Linked DNA regions of Gasterosteus aculeatus: region 1 is linked to region 2. A link is a contact called in public Hi-C data. All regions are on one chromosome and are shown on one strand. Each heading gives the region's core, a stretch centred on a gene start, on an enhancer-like site or on the middle of the called end of the contact. The rest is flanking DNA. Distances are from core to core; before and after follow the strand shown. Region 1 overlaps mettl15 (methyltransferase 15, mitochondrial 12S rRNA N4-cytidine). Region 2 holds the start of lin7c (lin-7 homolog C (C. elegans)).

Region 1 (3,224 bases), core at 102-2,601, 67 kb before region 2:
GAACAAAATACTAGAGTTTGGAGCACTTTACAGACAAATTGCAGTTTCTCTTCATGTGCTACTCTTAGAAAAAGAAAAGCTTCATTGTGAACAATCCAATAATCAGCTACCAAGCTAAAATCAGCAGACTCAATGGATTTGGTATTATGATCAATTTAGTTGTGAACATAAGCATACTCAACGTGGAGGCCGTCCTTATTTGCTGTCCGCTTGGGGAACCGGCACAATGACGGAATGACACAATGAGGAAGCACTGTAACCCGAGAGTTTATCTTTAGAAAGTTGATCATTTTAATGAATGTCAATCACCTAATTTTACCGTTACAATTTACTCTTATGACAATCTGAGGAAAAGACAGCTATATTACTAGGTGACTTCATGGCAACGGTAATACTTACTGAAATCAACGTGCTAGCTGAACCCTTCCTTCCGGGGCCATAATACAGCGCTGCGACCATTTGGTAGGGTCCTAATTTCAATATTCGCTTTGGCTGCCTGTTTGGTATTTCAGTACTAATGTGATACATTAGAAAAATGCCAAGCATTGATGGACCAACTCTTAAAGTGTAGATTAACTATTCTGATCAATCCTTCTCCAACCAGCAGAGGGGACGGGCTAAGAGTGTACTTATTAATCGTAATACCCTCCAGTTTTCCCTTTTGTACTTTTGCCCTCTGAAATAAAAAATAAATGAATGGATTAATGTCGTCTTCTCTTGTGCTGTGGTTTTGGTGCATTTTGCTACATTGATGAGTTGACAGCTGCCAGCAAAAAAGACTGTCATAGTTTTTATTGAAAAAGTATTAAAGCCATTTGGTTTCTCCAGTAGAGAATTTGTCAATAATTGAAAAATGAAAAATCAGCTGTGGTGACCTATGATTTGCACTGTATAGCATGCACTTTGTATTAACGGTTGAATAACTAGGTCCAAGGACCTGCCAACCACTGTGCCACAACATCGTGATGATCCGGCAGCAGTGAACTCCGCTGTATCCAGGGACTTGCACACAACAAAACGTCTCATGTCCGGTTACATCTCTGTGTAGAATTCGTGACCGCCTCTGCTACTAAAACAAAACTGCACTGACTGAACTGTCTGAGATTGTTTGAATAATTGGTTGGATTATGCTTCACTTTTTATTTTCTAAATGCCTGCTCTGGGATGTATCATGATGTCAGCAAATGACAGGGAGAAGATGTAAAATGACAAAAAAGGAAATGCAAGCTACTCCCGACGAAAACATTAAACATGTCGATTGATAGTGACGTTGAAGGTGGGGTGTGTGCGTGCATGTGTGAGGGAAGAAGTGATCAATGGCGGTTCCCTCTCCTTTCCAGCGCACAGCAGCAGATGGGGAGGGGGTGTGGGCTAGTGGGATGAGTCACACGCATAATGAACCTGCCTGTTGTGCTATTCAATATAAAAAAGGAAAACACAAACAGCAAAGTAGGCTGGGTTTTATGGAAACAGTCAACACAAGCAGCCAGGAGACAAACTGGTCCTCTACAGGAGTGTGCAGCACTGGTCACAACAATGCTTTGTCACAGCTTATGGAAGCTGTGGCCCAAATACCAAAAGTTAAAGCTTGTGCTGGTGCAAAACGATCGAGCAGAATGCCAACTGATGCTCAATGTTCTTCGATGTTGGTCGGTTGAAAATATAAATACTGTACGTTTATTCACATTTGTATCGCTGGTGCACTGAGCATTATGTATCATTACAGGGTTATGTACACGTTTCCCCCGTTTTTACTCATTAATATAAACGTATCTACACTCCTAATACACTAAACACACTAAAAGCTAACTGTGTAAAAATAAAAAATAAATGGAGAATTGGATGTTTACAAGGTGATTTATTGGATAAATTGAAAATCCTTCGCCTTGAAGCAAAACAAGCCAAAAGCTGGTGTGGAAATCTTCCCTCTTATTATTTTTTTTCAAAAGCCTGCTGCTTCTGCCACCAGATGGGCAAAACAACTTCTTGAAAATATTTGGTGAGAATGGCTTTGGCATTTGCAATGATGATTGACACCATGCAAGTCATTGATATCTCATACAGAGGGGTGCTGGCGAGGCTCCCACCTGGACAGGTTGGGACTGAGCCAGAACACAGCTGTGGGTCATCTCCGTCTCTACATACCGGGATCATACTTCAAAAACAAGTAATTACTCTAGTCTGTGTTTTGTCCTCCGTTTGGGGTGTGTAATATCTGCCTTTCCCAGCAGAGGGAATAGGAGAGTTAGGAGTGGTCCAAGTGGTGCAGACCGACACACGGAGGCTGCCAGGTGCTACAATGCAGGACGCTTCAACGGTCCCTCCGTAGAGTTCTTCCCAAAAAGAAAAATGTAAACACATCACCGTTTCTCGAGGCCATGTTAAAAGAATAACATGTGTTAGAGCTTCTATTTAGAGAGAGAACACGTATGATATGGGGAAAGGATTTTTTTTTTTTTTTTTTTTCCTTAATGAGTTTGAAAACCTTCAACAGCTCATAGAACAGTAAATAATATCCTGGCCATGTGGAAAAAAGGGCCTCATCTCAAGTCGTCGTATGGTGGAATTCATTAGGAAAAGGGGAACAGGAACCCGAGAGAAGGCTGAGTACTCACCTAAATCCTACTTGTGACTCCCCAGCCCAGGTCAGTTACAGTGGGGGATCTAAAATGTCATTGAGGGGAGTTTTTACAGATCTTGTTACACTAACACACAGACCATTAGGGAGACAGATACACAGGTACAGGATCGCTTTTCTTGCCGCGTCCGTTGCCATGGCAAGAGTGGAGGTAACCGGTTTGCATTTCTTTCTCTGTCACACAAAGTTCATGGCCAGATACAAGTGAGCACAAATCGTTGCCGGTTTGCAGCAAAAGAGCACGTTATGAATAGGTTAATAGAGTAATCACATTATGATTACTGGATTGATGACGACAAATTGTCTACATACCTGACCTCGGCCTTAATGCACCGGACATCAATCTCTCACTAAAAAACGCTGTTATGCTGAAGCTATGACAAGACTATGTTACAATAAAATACATTTAGAATCCCTTTATGTAAAAGAGGACTCTCTACGTTATTAAATGATTGAGATAGGTGTGTATATTAGTCCGGCACGTAGGAGGTGGAGGTGGGGTGTGTGGTGCACAAACAGATGGCCAGTGAGAGCAGACAAACTCTAAAGGCAGGAAAGCTTCCCCTAATTACTCTGTCAAGAGATA
Region 2 (3,144 bases), core at 543-3,042:
TATCATATTTTCATTTTCAGAGGGTGGAAACAATGTATATTTTGCAGCTCCTAGTGTTCTTCAGTATTATATTATGGAGAGAAATGTTTATACTCCTAAACCAACTCCTGATCCCCAGCAGCACATTACTTACACAAATGTACTGCATGGTCGTGGAGTCTTTGGTCTTTATGCACACTTTTGCAGATTTACGTTGCTTACTAAAGCACAGGTAGACACAGTTTGGACAGTGACACAAACATTTGAGTGCATTAAAAAGATACACCTGGTATGACATGGTAATCCCATCTTTAAATCTTCTACTGCAGAAGAATCCCCCAGGTTTGGTGCAGCAGTAGATTTACAGTGATCAGGAGGAAAAATCCTGGTTTGTAATCCAGGTTAAAGACGACTGGAAATTTGTTTCACCAGCAGATTATGACTCATGGTGTGCTTCTCATGGTGAAAAGTCCTTGCTTTATGAGTCTGGATGCCAGAGTTTGAGATGACAGCTGGATAACAATTTAACATGTTCACTTTGCAACTTAATACCATCAACCACGCCCTTATTCCCCATAATATGACATATTTTAGAAAGAGAAGACACTGATATAAAAGCCTCATCGAAAGTTCAATTATGTTTGATATTTGTGTTACATTTGATCCCGAGCACCTTATTTTACTTCATCGTCATCAACCTGAAGGTAAGTGTGACCTCTGAAGAGAACCGGACGAGGCCTTTTGAGAAGAAAAAATAAAACCTTCCTCATGAAGCAATGAAAAGATATTTGTCTCGGATTCTCCAGAGGAGGCTGATGGAGATGCTGTGAGTTACTTTTTTTTATACAGAAGCTTGCGAATCATCTCTAATCCACCTGCGAGGAAGATGATAAGCATGCAGTATGGGCATGAATCACCCAGTAGGTTTCTTGTCATGGCTGCACAAAACAAGTAAGAATTGAAAAGTATTTAGTCATCCTACAGGAAGACATAGCATTGACGTTAAACCCAAAGTTGTGGCTGAAAGCTTTAAGACAAAACAACAATGAAACGTTTTTTTACAGAAACAATGAGCATCTTGTAGAAATAAAAGAGACAGTAAATACTGCGGCTCCGCTACATTCACGTGTGTTGTGCCTCTGGCCGCACCCTAAATCCGTGTATTTCATCAGATGTCAAAGGCAAAGACACCGTGCCGTGGGTCCGCACTTGGGGTGTGGTCACAAGTGACTCAAGCTCCAAAGTTTCCGCCCACATGGAGCAGTGCAGCAGCAGTTTCCTGCAGTTATGTAGTCGAGTGTCCGTGCGTTCTGCCGCCAGTAGAGGGCGGCAGAGGGAACACATCCTCTGTGTCAGGAAATAGCCGGAGAGGTTTCTGGTTGTTTCCGTGATGCTTTGATACACAGGATATTTATGTAGTAATCCTTTCATCTTTCAGCTATTTCCAGATGCAGCACCCCTGTGAAAAGAATGATGCAGTGACACATGATTGTGTGATTGTTTAATTGGGTCTGGGGTCAGAGTGGACAGCTTCTGTCGCCTTCCTGCAGTGGGCTTAACACAGCACTGAAGGTCGACAGTTCATGTACGAATTACACAAAACGAACGCCTAGACATTAAACACGGGTCTCCGTGGTTATTGTGATATGTGTATGGTGTTACATACATACGTAACTTTGTCTTAAAGGTTTAAAAATAAAATATTGACCTCTTCACATTAGCCAGGGAAGATGCATTCAGTGGCGGCTCCGAGCAATCAGAAACTCGGAAAATAAAATGATATACGCGGGTTCCGAGTTGTTCACTCTACGAGTGTTACTTGAATGCATCATGACACTAGCAACTAATAGCCTAGCCGGCTACCTCGGCTAATCTGATTTACCGTCTCTGTTAGACGGACGTAACGCTAGCCCCGGGATTACCGTATTCTCCATACCCAGTGATTAACGCTAAATATAGGGGACATTAAACAGCCGCTTGCTAACAGAATGGCATCGCTTGGGGAGCCCGTGCGGTTGGAAAGAGGTAAAGTCGATTGGCTAGCTCGCGGTAGCGCAGAGATATTTGTTGTGATCTAACGTTAAGCTAGCTTAGCGTTAGCCACGCAGAGCAGGTGACTGGCGGTCATCTAACTTTCCTGTTCATCGTCTGTAGGCTAAGGGAGTCCTGCTGATCGCCAGTGTGTATTAATATGACTGAACGATTAACATAGTCACGGAGCGAGAGGTTTTACAGCTAAATTACACGGTTTCACTCAAGTTGGTGTATCAGCCAATTGACTAATATGAGTGACAACACACAGCAATCCTGTAAGGTGATGGTGGAAGGCTTCAACGAATGTTGCCTGATGGAGGTTTTCATACACTGTTGTTGCACCTTCAGAGGTGGTAAAGGGAATAAATCACATTTCAAACATCAAGTCAATAATATGTTTTAATAATTTACTAACCCTAACCCTCATGAAGTAAATTGCAATAAAGGATCATTTTTTTATGATATCTGTTTTGGAGTGTTATTTGCATGTTGCTATATGGTTTTAAGTTTATCATTCTTAATACTTTAATTCACAGTGATGTAAGACCAGCTTCCTCACATTGCTTTTAAGCAATCGCATGGTACAGATGTTGTACTGACATCAACACAGAAAAAGAAAAGATGTGATTGTGACAATGTACAGATCTCAATAAAACCCTTGACGGGGGGGTTCACGTGTGCTCTCGTTGACAGATATTAACCGTGCTGTTGAACTGCTGGATAAGCTCCAGAGGACGGGGGAAGTGCCTCCCCAGAAGCTGCAGGCCCTGCAGAGGGTCTTACAGAGTGAATTCTGCAACGCCGTCAGAGAAGTGAGACCCTTTTGTCCCCTTTAAAAAACACGTGACTGTGAGATGCCGTCAGTTCCCTTTTTCTTCTAGTGTTAGAATAATGTGTTTTTGAAAACAGGGTTTTGTTTAATGACTTTATCTTCACAACTTGTAAATATGGCAACGTCTCCTCAGGTTTATGAACATGTTTATGAAACGGTGGACATCAACAGCAGTCCGGAAGTCCGGGCCAACGCCACAGCGAAGGTATACCCGATTCCAGCATCTTTATTTTCAGACCATTTGTTTTTTGTTTTGCTCCAGACGTACATTCCACATTGCGTGTCGAGTCTAACAAATG

The links. A called contact is a pair of places that touch in the nucleus more often than the background predicts.
Region 1: a contact with region 2 is called in a Hi-C map of skeletal muscle, with 3 times the contacts expected there. The contact joins the enhancer-like site here to the promoter of lin7c in region 2. A contact is called at or near these places in 4 of 6 Hi-C or Micro-C datasets (liver, skeletal muscle and tail fin).

What each region holds. Positions count from the first base shown.
Region 1 is chr12:10,214,593-10,217,816 of fGasAcu3.hap1.1, reverse strand. All of the region lies in intron 3 of mettl15 (methyltransferase 15, mitochondrial 12S rRNA N4-cytidine), which reads right to left. Among protein-coding and RNA genes, the nearest start is that of kif18a, 17 kb to the right of the region's middle. Within about 2 kb of position 1,351, at least 2 of the 9 cell types and tissues checked have open chromatin away from gene starts, as enhancers often do.
Region 2 is chr12:10,148,038-10,151,181 of fGasAcu3.hap1.1, reverse strand. lin7c (lin-7 homolog C (C. elegans)) reads left to right here and starts at 1,792. Exons shown (of 5, transcript XM_040202144.2): 1 at 1,792-2,004; 2 at 2,707-2,825; 3 at 2,979-3,050. The coding sequence starts at 1,968.